Regions from separate parts of the Mus musculus genome. Here regions 1, 2 and 4 are each linked to region 3. Evidence: chromatin contacts called from public HiChIP or PLAC-seq and promoter capture Hi-C data. All regions are on one chromosome and are shown on one strand. Each heading gives the region's core, a stretch centred on a gene start, on an enhancer-like site or on the middle of the called end of the contact. The rest is flanking DNA. Distances are from core to core; before and after follow the strand shown. Region 1 has its middle 110 kb from the start of Psd3. Region 2 has its middle 150 kb from the start of Psd3. Region 3 holds the start of Sh2d4a (SH2 domain containing 4A). Region 4 overlaps Gm15991 (a long non-coding RNA gene).

Region 1 (2,916 bases), core at 174-2,673, 190 kb before region 3:
ACCATCACTCATGTCTTAACAAGTGCAATGGTTGGTTAGTCCTGCAATAGAAGCAATGACTTTAAAATAGGTAATGACAGATATACAGTCCTCTATTATAGGACTATGGTGAACACTTGTCTTAGATCAAGAGAGGTCTCTGCCTGTAGAATGCCTGGATAATTAAGGGTTAAATTTTATGACTGGCAGCCCTGGGGCAAACAGCTGCCAGCAATTACATTTTTTCAGTGATTCTCTACAAACCACCACTCTCTGCCTCTCTGGGGCTCCCTGCCAGCAGGACTTTTATTCCTATGGAAATGTAGCCATAAATCTCTTCAGGAAGCAGAAAATAAGCTAGGTGCTTGAGTAGACAAGGTACTTAAGAACATAAGCACACACACACACACACACACACACACACACACAGAGAGAGAGAGAGAGAGAGAGAGGGGGGGGGGAAGAGAGAGAGAGATGCAATGGCAGTCAGCTTCTGATTATCTATTGACAAACTTCACTGTGGATTTCAAGCCTTGAGGTGCCTCTCAACCCTGGCAGCTCCCTGAGTTCTAGGCTACTCCCCCAGGACCTCTAGGGTATAGCAAAGCTGATTCAGACTACAGATTTCATTACACACAGGGATTTGGGATCCCTGAACTAGAGGGGCCATTAAATACATGTAACAATATTATTTATATGATAAAATTCCTCCACTGGGGATTGGTGCCCTGGCTAGGCATCACCTCTCTTCCTGGAGCTTTTCCAGTAGTAAAACCCTGGGAGTGGGAGTGAGCAGAGAACAAATGAATGGAGGAAAAGACATTGATAAGAGAGCTGAGGGCTGGCAGAGGGGGGAGGGGTGGAGCAAACAGCTTTTGCTCCGCCTAAGTTGTACTGTTGAGCCCTAAGGGCAGAGCCTGATTCATTGCTGTTCTCTACGACCTTACATAACACCTGGCACAAGGAAGTACTCAGAAGCAATGTGGTGAGTGATATGAATTAATCAGCAAGATCTGTCCCTCTCCTCCCTATGGACAGAAACATGTTAGCAAAACGACCACAATACTTGTACTCCGGGAGAAACTGACATAATACCCTGTCCTAGGAGCCAAGTTTTAGACTGGTAGGCTTTCTGGTCTGATGATTCTGGTGGCAGATAATGTCTACTCACCTTCAAGTTTGGTCACTGAATGTCTTTGGCTTAGACTTGTTGAAAAAATGAAATACTATGCAAATTTGCTTTCTATCCTTCGTTATGCAGTAGCCCTGGCTTGCCCAAACCTAGAAACAAGTAGCATGCACATTCAAAGACTTCAAAGAGCTAGGGCAGCCGGCTTCTGATTCATTCTCCAGAAGTCTCTGCCAGAAGTAGCAGTCAGGGTGAGGCCAATGGGCTTGTTGGCTTCCCCCTGGGACTGAAATAAAACAGCAAGCCTGGTGAGACAGTGGAACCAGTCTTCTCGGCTCTTCAAAGAGGCCCGGTTCCACTCTCTCCTCCAGGGCACATAGTCCTGGCAGATCTATTGCCTGAAAACAGAAGAGCACCTGGAGACACTTTTATAGGATCCTTTTATGAGGGCAGTGTGTTCTTTTATCCCCCTCCCCCTGCTGGTTAAAGTCCACACCTTTGAAAGGCAGATTTCTAAAGAAATGGTTGCAGCTTTGAGCGCAATAAAAAGCAGTGAGTTTGTGAAGATGGATGGATAAAAGAGCCTAATAGTACTCAGCCATTGAATGAATAGTTTATGTACTCTGCATGGTTTAATTACCAATGTGCTAGCTTATGAAGAACGAGTACTGGCTTAAAATCAGCAAGTGGCCAATAAACACGGAACTGTGAAATGTTTGTTGAGCTGCAAGCTGGCAGGATAGAATGTGATTATGAATCTCTAAGTAGATCCATTCACAAAATAAAGAAGACCAACATTGTTTATTCTGCACGGGCAGGGGAACAAGGAAGTATAACCGGGTCTTCTCATGTCACATAAACTTGGGACTGCTGCACAAGATGCCATTTTCCTTGGACCGCTAAAGAGAAATATGATAGAAATAAGCTTTACCAACAGCAATTCATTTTCTCAGGGTTCTGGAGGCAGCAAGTGTCAGCAGGCTTGATCGCTTGAGGCTTCTTTACTTTGCTTGCCAATGGATGTACCCTGTGCCACATCAGGGTCACACTTGATGCATGTACGCCCTGGCTACTCTCTAATTCTTGATCTTCTTGCCATAGCCTACTGAATATGGAGATTGCAGGTGACTTCAGTCAGCTTGCATTAGTGCTACCTCTGGTGACCTCAGTTTCCCTCACCTCTTCACAAACCTCATCTTCAAACACATTTACATGTGTTAGTTAGTATAGGAACATGAATTGGAGGGAGCACAATTGACTCTCCAAAAGCTTCTAAACTGAGGTGTTCTTTTTAAAGAAGAGAGAAAAATATCTCCCACAACTGTAGTCTTACTCACAAACACAACAGTTGCACTCCTTATGCCTCTGAGTCACCGTGAGCCTCTAAGACTCTACCTGGGAGTTGTGTGACCCTTTCACAGGGGGCGCATATTAGATATACTGCATATTAGATGTTCATGTTACCATTTATAATAGTAGCAAAGTTAGAGTAATGAAGAAGCAACAAACATAATTTTAGGGTTGGAGTTCACCACAACATAAAAAACTATATAAAAGGGCCCCATATTTGGAAGATTGACAACCACTGCCCTAAAGTAAAACTCTCTGTCTTTGATCCATCTCTGATGCATGTCAGCTTGCTTGTTAATTGATTGTTTGCCATTAATAATGCTTAAAAAACTATTACAAGAGAAGGTGATGTGTTTATAAAAAGATAAAGAGGTATAAGAATATGTTCTATGGGGGTGTGGCGAGGTGTGGGGGAAGGGAGCGCCTCAGCTAGCCCATTCCAAGGCATCCTTTCCCCA
Region 2 (2,976 bases), core at 320-2,819, 150 kb before region 3:
TGGTGCCAGGGACCGAAGGCAGGTGAATGTGGGCTCTAAACGTCATATGTTTAAGGGGATCAGTGTTCCAAGGCTGTGCTTCAGTTCTGAAAAACACCACTCCCCACGGAAGCCCCCTCCCCATTTTCCTCAGCAAGACCTTAAAAACAGGGGTTGCTTTTAGTCTTTTTTTTTTTTGAAAGGAGGGAGAGGATTTCAGCTTAGCCACACCTTAATTCTCATATCTGAAACTAGAAATTCCAACCCCAATTTCTGAGAATGGCTATGAGAATTAGCAGACGTGAGAAAACAGCTAGTATAATGGCTGGCTCCTCTCCCCACCACCATCCCCTGTCTGTGAACCTCCTTGTAGTTCCTTCTGCTCCTGTCTTATAAAGTATGCCCTCCCTTACTCAACCTTCCTAGGCAAAAATCTTGAGAAACTGATATCCATTGTCTGCTTTAGCACAGGATGCTATCAATGGCTGGGAAGAGCCAAAAGAGTACTGTAGCGGATAGGCACCTCCGTTCCTGAGGTACAGGTGACCTACAAGAGTGGCACAGAGTCAGAATTTCCATTCTGTGCCCTGTCTCCAAAATCTAGAGAATCCCAGGTTCTTACCTTGAGAGGCACAGCAGCAGGTGGGGCCAGGCAACTCTGGCTGATCTGAATGGTGGGGCAATATCTGAAGAGCTGTGCCCTTGTTGCCAGCACTGTGGTACCTATGTCTTCTTCACAGTTCTTTGGGAGTACCTCTTGGTTTACAGTCCCTCTCCTCTGGAGTGCCCTTTTGCCCCTGTCAGCTGCATAGGACAGGGTGCTTTGTGGAACTGAGAATTCGATGGCATTCCTGGCTTCTGGGTCCATATCCCACAGGTCCCCGTGGGCAGAAATGACTGGCCGGTGCTTCCAGCCTATGGAAGGACTGCTGTTTCTATCATTCAGTGTAGGAGCTGGGCTAGCAAGCCTACATGGCAGTTGTTGTGGTAGGCCAAGTTTCCTAGAAGCAGGGACCAGGCAACGCCTACTATGTGGGGATCCACAAACCCCACTCCTCTTTACATGCAGATTCTGAGATTTCTCTGTTTCTTCCTTCTTTTCCTTCAGTGAGTAGCAATCGAAAGCAGCTGGTCTCAGTGTTCCAGGGCCTTCCCCGGGCAGGAGACTCGAAGGCGATGGAGCTAAGCCCTGCGTACATCTGAAGTTCCAGGGAGCAGAGAAGAAGCTTGCTCTGGGACTTGGGAAAATGTGTCCCTCCTCCAGGCCCCCTGGGGCTGCTGTTGCGACTGCGGTTGCTGGAGAAGGGGCGGGGAGAGTTTGGGTAGCTTGGGTTGGTGGGGGCTGCAGCTGGATGAAAAGGAAGGAAGTTTTCATCTGCTGTGGCTGAGGCTGCTCGGCCATTTCCTCCAAGGGAGCAGAGCCAGTCCTCGCCAGGGTTTCAGACCTCAGTGTCTCAGCAGCTGCAGGCAGACATGACTCAGCCCCATGGCTTTACCATCAGTCTGTGGAAGGAAACAACACACCTTTAGCACCCAGGGGGACTCTTCAATGGGCTGAGGGCCAGAGAATTGTGTTTGCTGGAGAACTGGACTCTGCTCAGAGTCACAAAAGCAAACATTGGTGGAGAACAGCATACAAGTGACAGATGTGTGTGTGTGTGTGTGTGTGTGTGTGTGTGTGTGTGTGTGAGTGAATCAAGACAGACTTCCACACCTATGTCCAAATGGAATCACTTATTTACCTTTAACTGTTCCTTCTATTGATTAATCCTAAGTTATTTTGACTATTCCTGTGATTTGGAGTATGATCTGAAAGACGGTATGTGGTTTATAAATGAAACTTTCAGCAAACATTGAGATGGACTTTCAGTCTCCTTTGCCTGTATAAGTGAGACAGTTTTGAACAATTGGGACTCTTCATGAAGCTTTGCTTTAAGGGCTACAGTAGCTTCAGGGGACCCATGCTGGTAGGTCTCGTGGCCCAGGCCAAAGTATTAAATATTATAGTTTGATGTATTGCCCCCCCAAATTCAAACGTTGCTGAAATGACTGAGAGGAGGGACTTCTGAGAGGCCATTAGAGTCTGTGTATTCCCCACCCCCAGCCCTGTGCATTTGGATCCTAAAGAGGCTTTTGGGGGAACCCAGATAGCGCTATCAGTGGCCCTTTTAATTTGTGAACTTATTGTAGCAGTGACAAATATGTCTATTCTAAGTTGTATGAGCTGGAATATGGGAAATGCAGAGAAAGAGATGATGGTCAGGAGCTGAAGGGAGGGCTGGCTTGGAAAGCCTATGTAGGAAACCTTCACAAGAATTCATTAAATATCGGAGTGGGGGGCGTCTACTAAAGGAGTGTTGGTCCTGGGTAAGAAGTAGGGGGTAAGAAACAGAGAAATCATGGTTATTATTGTATATAAATAGCATTTTGATTGAAAAGATAAAACTTTGGTGGCAAACGTTTCTCCAACTCTTCCTTCCACTTAAAGAAAACTTTTAATTGTCTCTAAGACTAGCTAATCATTCCTAGTTTACAAGTTTGCTATTGATGTAGGGATTAAATAAATAGTACGAGGTGCACAACCAATTCTCAGTAACTATTAGCTGCTCCTCTTGGAATGTACCTATACATTTGAAGCTTTGAAGAAATTTGTTCATGTAGCAAAATAATTAAAATATAATATATGTCGATATATACATCCTAATACACAAATGAGCACATGTGTATTGTTTTTGCCTATATTAGGTAGCCATTTACATATTTTTATGCTTTCTGTCTGAAAAGACAGGAAAGACTCTAAAACTAGAGGAATTACTGGTGAGAGTCAGCAGTGAATTTGGGGTTAGGAGACATAAGTTTGAGTTTCAGAGTAAACATCTATTAAGTGTGATTCACTTTGAACCTCATTGAACTTATTTATAAAACAGCAAAATAAATGTCTATCCTTCCCACTTGACAGAACTCTTTTACAGATCAGATATGGTAATCTATATAAGA
Region 3 (2,875 bases), core at 12-2,511:
GCAAATGCATTTGAATATTGCGTGCCAGAAATGGTTCTGAACACTTTGTGCAAGAGCCTCTATCTATTCAATAGTCTCTGGCATGCAGTAAGTATCCAAACATATTAGGGCCAGCCATGCTCTGAGCACTTTGCATGCATTATCTCACTTGAGCCTCACAAGAATTGAATCAGCCAGGCACTGCTGATATCGTGAATGGCAAACTGTAAGGCTAAATGTAAGGGGGAGAGCTGTCATCAAGAAAGGCTTGTCAGGACTTGGAGACAGAATGAGTCTGGAGGAGGGTACCTAGTGATAGCATCAGTGTCCCATGGGCCCCTGAGCTGGCTGATAGCCAGCTTGTACAGCTCCTTAGTTTCCAGAGAGTGTGAGGACACGTGCTGAGCAGATACCACCAGTAGGCAGAGGAGGACAGAGCATTCTAAGGCACCTCATCTGGCCACCCAGTTCAGTACAGTGGAGAGTAAGCTTCGGGCCGGGAGTCCTTGCCTGAGTGGATCTCAAGCACAATTCCCAAATGGCTGAGTCGTGTTTCCTGAGAGTGTAGGGTGTAACTCCTGGCTGTAAGGTTTTCCAACTCAAGGGTTTTCTGCGGTTGTGAAAGCCTAAGATAAACAATGTTTGGGTCCAGCATGCCAGGCTCCTAAATCGATTGGACAGGGTGTATAAAGTCACACCGTGTTTCTTGTTTATAAGACTTCTCTCTAACCTCCACAGTCTGAGGTCCTGTGTCATCCCTCCGCACCTCTCAGCCCTGTTTTCTCCCCACATCCCTAACGTTCCTCACCCGTGGAAAAGGCTGGTCCACCTTTCCACTCGGCTCAGCTTTCCTCCCTCCCACGTATGCTTAGGCTTCATTGGTGCTCTGTGCCATCCGGGCCCTGATCTGTTAGTCACAGGGGACTTCCACCTTTTTCCCCCTTTCATGTTTCTCTCCCTGGCTGCCCCTGTCCCTAGTGCCTTCAGCCTGCAGCATTCCAGTCTTTCTCTTCCTTGATCATGCTCGGTAAAGCCACACCTGGAGTCACAAATGCTTCAGAGTTTGATAATTTACTTAATGTCAACAAAAGAGAAGGAAAAAGTAAGCTGTAGAATGCAGGGGCAGAACTACAGCCAACTTGGCCTGCAGGACCCAGGTTCCCAAATGGGCCTTGCCTGCCTCCGCAGGCTCCACCTACAAGTCAAATGTGGAAGGGGCCGGACTATTGTAATTAATAAGTCCCACAGACCCCCACTGAGGTGGTAAGGCAAACTACCCCAGACTGTAGACAGCGCTCTAGATTAACCAAGGACTAGTGGCCTTGCTGTCACTGGACCAAGGCAGCCAAGCTTGCCTACTGGCCCTGGAGCGCCTCCAGCACCCGGGTGGGGCCTTGAGGGAGCGCCCAGTCAGTCACCCCAGCATGTGGGCGCGGCGGGGCGGGCCAGGGCTGCGATCTGGACGCTGAGTGTCCTTCTGGTCCCGAGTGTTTGTCCAGACAGCCCGCGCGGCTGGGTCTCTGGGAGGCTGGGTCTCTGCTTGTCCTCCCTTCTCTTCCCGGACAGTTGCTGTAGGCAATCTGGAGGTGGCAGGTGCTTGGGTCACCTTGCTCCGGGTACTGAGCAGGTAGGTGACCGGGTCGGGTAAAACGCTGGAGCATGGAGCCAGGCAGAAGGGTGAGCGAGGAGTGGGAACCAGCAGGTGAGTCTCTAGAGCGAAGGGTAAAGCACAGAGGACAGGGACAGGAGGAGACCCTGGTTCCCGCGGTCAGGCTGTTCACCTGTCCCTCTGGTCCCTCCTCCACCGCGCGCAGGGCGAGCTCGGGTGCCCAGAGGAACCGACCGCCACAGCTGTGGGTGTCCGATGTCTCGTGTAGGGTGTCCAGTATCGGCAGCCGGGGCCGGGCGAGTGGCGGCCCTAAGAATAGAGGGCTTGTGATCATTATACTAAGAGTCTCCAGTGGGAGGAGAATCGGAGGCAACTTGGAGTCTTTCAGGGAAGTCATGGTGCCCGGGCGGTGTGCATGCACGCGTGGTGAGTGCTTACACTGGCCGGGGCAGGTGCAGCTGCGGAAGCAACCTGCGAGGGTCGGGGCCACGAAGCAGGTGCTGGGTGCCTGCAACAGTACCCACAAATCAGCGGAGGTCCAATCACTGGGCAGTGCCATGTGGTCTCTCCTGGCCCGGAGGTGACCTTCCAGACAGAGTCCTGAAACCTGTTTCAGCCCACGCAGAACTCTATTAGAGAGCTCCCCGCGCGGGGACACCCTCCCGCGGGCGCCCTCACGTGGTACAGAGAGCAGCGGGCTCGTCCCCTCCCTATGGTTCTGGGTCAAGGCTCAATCTAAAATCAGCCTAGCAAGAACTTTCCTCAACAAAAGTAAACCATCCGCAGCCACTCCTGCCCTGGGGGGTTCATGGGCCCTAGGTGGAGTCACTCACTGTTTGCAGATTTTCTCAATAGTGTTTCTCTTCACTATGGCCCTAGAGAAGCAGGGATAACCAGCTACATCTTGCTCAGTTCCCTGACAAGCTTCTCTTGTTTGTGGAACGAAACAATGTATTTATAATTTTTAATTTAATAAATAAGTGGAAGAAATACTTAGGTGAAGATTGGGCACAAATGGACTTGTCTAGTTATATCTGTGAAATACTTCAATCTCGAGAGCATTTACAGAACTTCCAGCTGCTCTCACCACTTGCAATTTATTTTATTTTCAAAATCATCAAGTAAATTAATGAGAAAAAAAAAATCGAACAATCCGAAGCCTGTCCACAGAGCTAGCTGTTTAAAGAATAGATAGAACTTAATCTAAATTCTTAACTTTAGGGATATATGTACTATACATACCACGATAATTCTATGAAGATAGCTGTATTAGGCTCTATACTAATT
Region 4 (3,139 bases), core at 480-2,979, 250 kb before region 3:
AGGACCAGGCCTTTACAGTGCCAGGCGGCTACAATGCCTGCCCAGCTGTTACTGAAATTCTAGGTATCTAAACTCCACTCTTCACACTACTAGGTATAAGCACTTGATCAACAGAGCCATCTATCTCCCTAGCCCTAACTTTTAGTCGAAAATATACAGTAAATAGTTTTGAAACATGAAACAAATGCACCAGAAGCCAAAGGGAGAGAAAAGCGTGGCCAGCCCACAAATGTGCCATTCCTGTTTCCACACTGTGCTTTCTGCTTGCTACCACTCTGTGGCAGATGGGGCACCGTTCGGGTAAATGACTTCCCATAGAATGGGTTCCCTATAGGCACAACTTCCTCAAGTTCAGTTCAGAGGGAAGAAATACAAGCTTGAGTAGGCAACAAATATTTCTACATATATAGATAAAATAGATGAATTAAAATAGTCCCTACTCAATTATTCTTAATTTTCCACACAAAATTTCTTATAATCCAGAACTCTTATTAGTTTTTTGATTTTGGGGGGTTTTGTTTGTTTGTTTTGGTTTTGGTTTTTTATTTCAAAGGTTGAGTTGCCTCTTTTGAGTTCTCAGAGCAGGCAATGATTATTCCCTTAGAGTTACCTCCTGGGCTATTCTTGACTTCTAGGCGGGGCCCCTAAAATGTCCTGAGAGGCTCTGAAGTACTATTCTGCAGAGAGGCACAAAGATTCCTGTGTCTACATGGATTCTCAACTCATTCCAAGTCACTGGCTCCTATTTTATAACCCCTCTTGCTTATTATAAAACTCAAAGAAAGCATAACACTATAAATAAGGTAACCAAGATAGCTTCACAGGGTATACCCCCTTATCCAGAGTTTTAATCATTTGTGTTGCTTTGGGGTCAGACTTTTTCCTTTTCTTTCACAATTCTCAAATGTTGTTTAAAATCCAAAGTTTAAAATAGTCTACTAAAATACAATTTTCATGACTACTTTATTCTTTATTAAACCTCAGCTCATACAAAGGCTCATTCATTTTAAATTGCTATTTTTAAATGTGCCTTACTCCCCAGCTCATTGCTTAGAATATGTTCACAATTAGGCACTCTCTTTCTCTGGAATAAAAAGGAAAGTTCAGAATTATTTCCCTTCCATCTAAGTTCTTCCTCCCCACCCCAACTGCCATCCTGAATATCAACATTATTTTAAACTTTGCTGTTATCTATTACAATAGCTCCATTTATAGGCCATTCATAAATGCCTCTCTGAACATTTGGGCATGTGGATTTTAACTCAGCTAGTGCTACAATTCAGATGCTGTATGTCTCCCAGGAATCTTATGTATTACGGGCTTGGGCCCTGTTGGGAAGTGGCAAGATGTTAAAGGGTTAGGCCACGTGGAGATATGGGTCCTATATGTATGTATGTGTCCTTATAGGGAATTGTAAATTGGAAGCTTTGTCACATAGCTAGTTTTTGTCCTCCCTCTCCCATCTGAATAAAGATTTTGGGGCTCTGGCTCTAAAAATTTCAATTACCAACCGTCTGACCATAGATCTTGGCTCTAATCATGTGTTCACCTTTTTATATTTACTCTTAATAATGTGATTGGTAGACACACCTATCCTTACATTTCTTATCACTAAGATCTTGTGTTTGTCAATATGACAAGTCTCCACATGAAACACAGCTGATACCCCAGGGTCTGAAGTACATGCAGGTCATACCGGCATGAACCTGAAAGTGACTCTTATTCCAGAACTAATAATGTTCACAAGACTGTGTATCATTAACCAACAGGAGGTACTGATCAAATGTTGAGAGCTGTCACTACCTACCCCTAATTTGTCTTCACCAAACATCAGATTTATCACTTTCTTTCATGACCTAGAGACTGTTATGCCTTCAAGTATGTGAGCAATGACCAAGCAAACTAACAAACAACAAATGAATTGGTTTCCTCAAATAGCTTTTTCTGAGAACTGACTGGACACAGGGAGGCCCTTTCTTGTCAGATTCCACTGGTATTTTTCTCGAGGTTGTCTGCCTCCAGTATTTGATTATAGTACTAGCATGAAGTTGAATAATACATTCAGTTATGCAAGATAGTTTATAGTACCTAAAAATATATACACATGTTCTGCAAAAGTGTAAAAGAAACCCCTCCAAATGGAATCAGGGAAAGCCCTGCCTGTGGAGAAAGGGATGTGTCCTTCAGAAACCTGCAGTGACTCTTCACAAAGGAGCCACAAGCTCTGCCAGCACAGCACGGCCTTTTCCTCTTACATCTCAACACCTCAGTGCATGTGACCGTGTGTGTGCACCAACCATATCCTCAGGTGGGAATGCACACACAGTAAGTAACAAAATCAGGACTTACTATTTGATTTGAACTGCTCTAAAGACTTACAGCTTCTTAAAGTACTGATTGGACACAAGAAGACCCTATGAGCTATAGAAAAGGTGTCCCCTTTCACCAGTCAAGCATGTGTGATTTTTTTGCAATGGATGAAAGTTAAAACACGAGAAGCAATAGGCTCACTCCTCCATTTTGACACCTGAATATTATCATTCCCACTAGATGGGCCTCAAGTTTAATATAGCTTTTTGCTTTATTGTCCAAAGCAACGTGTGAGCAAAATAAATGGAAGCTTAATAGCAGAGTAAAAGCCAAAACTCTTAGTAATATAGCACCTGGGGTTCCCCATACCCATTCCTTCCACTGAGTTTAATGAACATTACTAGCACGACCTCATTCATCCATATAGCAAAAATAAAGCGTCCCTCCTTTCAGTCTGTTTCCCTTGGGAATTTGTCATAATAATAAAAGACTGAAAACTGCCCTAGACTTCATGAAACCATTATGGCCTATGGCTGTACTTCTAAAATATAGGTCTCTTCAATGAGAGGAGTGGGCAGCAAGCATTTTAATTCCCCTTTATAAGATGGAAAGTGGGCTGAATAACTTTTTGCAGTACTAACTACCAGCATGCAAGCCTATAGTTAGGAAACACTTGACAGACATCGGATAAAATACAGTAGGCTACTTTAAAGGAAATGCCTCTAAGATGAGATGGATTTCTCAGTAAGGCACTACACGCTACACTGTTATCCCATTTCTCAGTCTTCAAAGTCTATAATAAGCTGTCAAAGTAATTTTTAAAAATGCA

Evidence for each region. Promoter capture Hi-C pulls out the DNA fragments that hold promoters and counts their contacts. HiChIP or PLAC-seq counts read pairs in DNA pulled down with a chosen protein or histone mark.
Region 1: a contact with region 3 is called in an HNF4G HiChIP or PLAC-seq map of pancreatic cancer cells. The contact joins the enhancer-like site here to the promoter of Sh2d4a in region 3. A contact is called at or near these places in 2 of 39 promoter capture datasets (both in liver), 2 of 484 Hi-C or Micro-C datasets (both in liver), 3 of 115 datasets of contacts at active chromatin or transcription factors (bone marrow-derived macrophages, intestinal crypt epithelium and pancreatic cancer cells) and 4 of 9 other capture datasets (adipose tissue, liver, macrophages and 1 more).
Region 2: a promoter capture Hi-C map of liver shows a contact between it and region 3, with 2.8 times the contacts expected there. The contact joins the enhancer-like site here to the promoter of Sh2d4a in region 3. A contact is called at or near these places in 3 of 39 promoter capture datasets (epiblast stem cells and liver), 1 of 484 Hi-C or Micro-C datasets (embryonic stem cells), 5 of 115 datasets of contacts at active chromatin or transcription factors (double positive thymocytes, embryonic stem cells and pancreatic cancer cells) and 3 of 9 other capture datasets (adipose tissue, liver and pancreatic islet).
Region 4: a contact with region 3 is called in a promoter capture Hi-C map of liver. The contact joins the enhancer-like site here to the promoter of Sh2d4a in region 3. A contact is called at or near these places in 8 of 39 promoter capture datasets (the C10 cell line, HPC-7-derived erythroid cells, cranial neural crest and 4 more), 1 of 484 Hi-C or Micro-C datasets (bone marrow-derived macrophages), 4 of 115 datasets of contacts at active chromatin or transcription factors (bone marrow-derived dendritic cells, embryonic stem cells, intestinal crypt epithelium and 1 more) and 3 of 9 other capture datasets (adipose tissue, embryonic stem cells and liver).

What each region holds. Positions count from the first base shown.
Region 1 is chr8:68,082,333-68,085,248 of GRCm38.p6, forward strand. It overlaps a transcript of Psd3 not described here. Among named protein-coding and RNA genes, the nearest start is that of Psd3, 110 kb to the left of the region's middle. Within about 2 kb of position 1,424, at least 96 of the 459 cell types and tissues checked have an H3K27ac peak or open chromatin away from gene starts, as enhancers often do. A contact at or near this core is called in adipose tissue, intestinal crypt epithelium and pancreatic cancer cells, where this site is marked.
Region 2 is chr8:68,120,147-68,123,122 of GRCm38.p6, forward strand. It overlaps a transcript of Psd3 not described here. Among named protein-coding and RNA genes, the nearest start is that of Psd3, 150 kb to the left of the region's middle. Within about 2 kb of position 1,570, at least 128 of the 459 cell types and tissues checked have an H3K27ac peak or open chromatin away from gene starts, as enhancers often do. A contact at or near this core is called in adipose tissue, liver, pancreatic cancer cells and 1 more, where this site is marked.
Region 3 is chr8:68,275,267-68,278,141 of GRCm38.p6, forward strand. Sh2d4a (SH2 domain containing 4A) reads left to right here and starts at 1,262. Exons shown (of 9, transcript NM_028182.1): 1 at 1,262-1,606.
Region 4 is chr8:68,023,797-68,026,935 of GRCm38.p6, forward strand. Gm15991 (a long non-coding RNA gene) reads left to right here. Exons shown (of 7, transcript XR_003947558.1): 7 at 1-3,139. It also overlaps a transcript of Psd3 not described here. Among named protein-coding and RNA genes, the nearest start is that of Psd3, 51 kb to the left of the region's middle. Within about 2 kb of position 1,730, at least 2 of the 459 cell types and tissues checked have an H3K27ac peak or open chromatin away from gene starts, as enhancers often do. A contact at or near this core is called in liver, where this site is marked.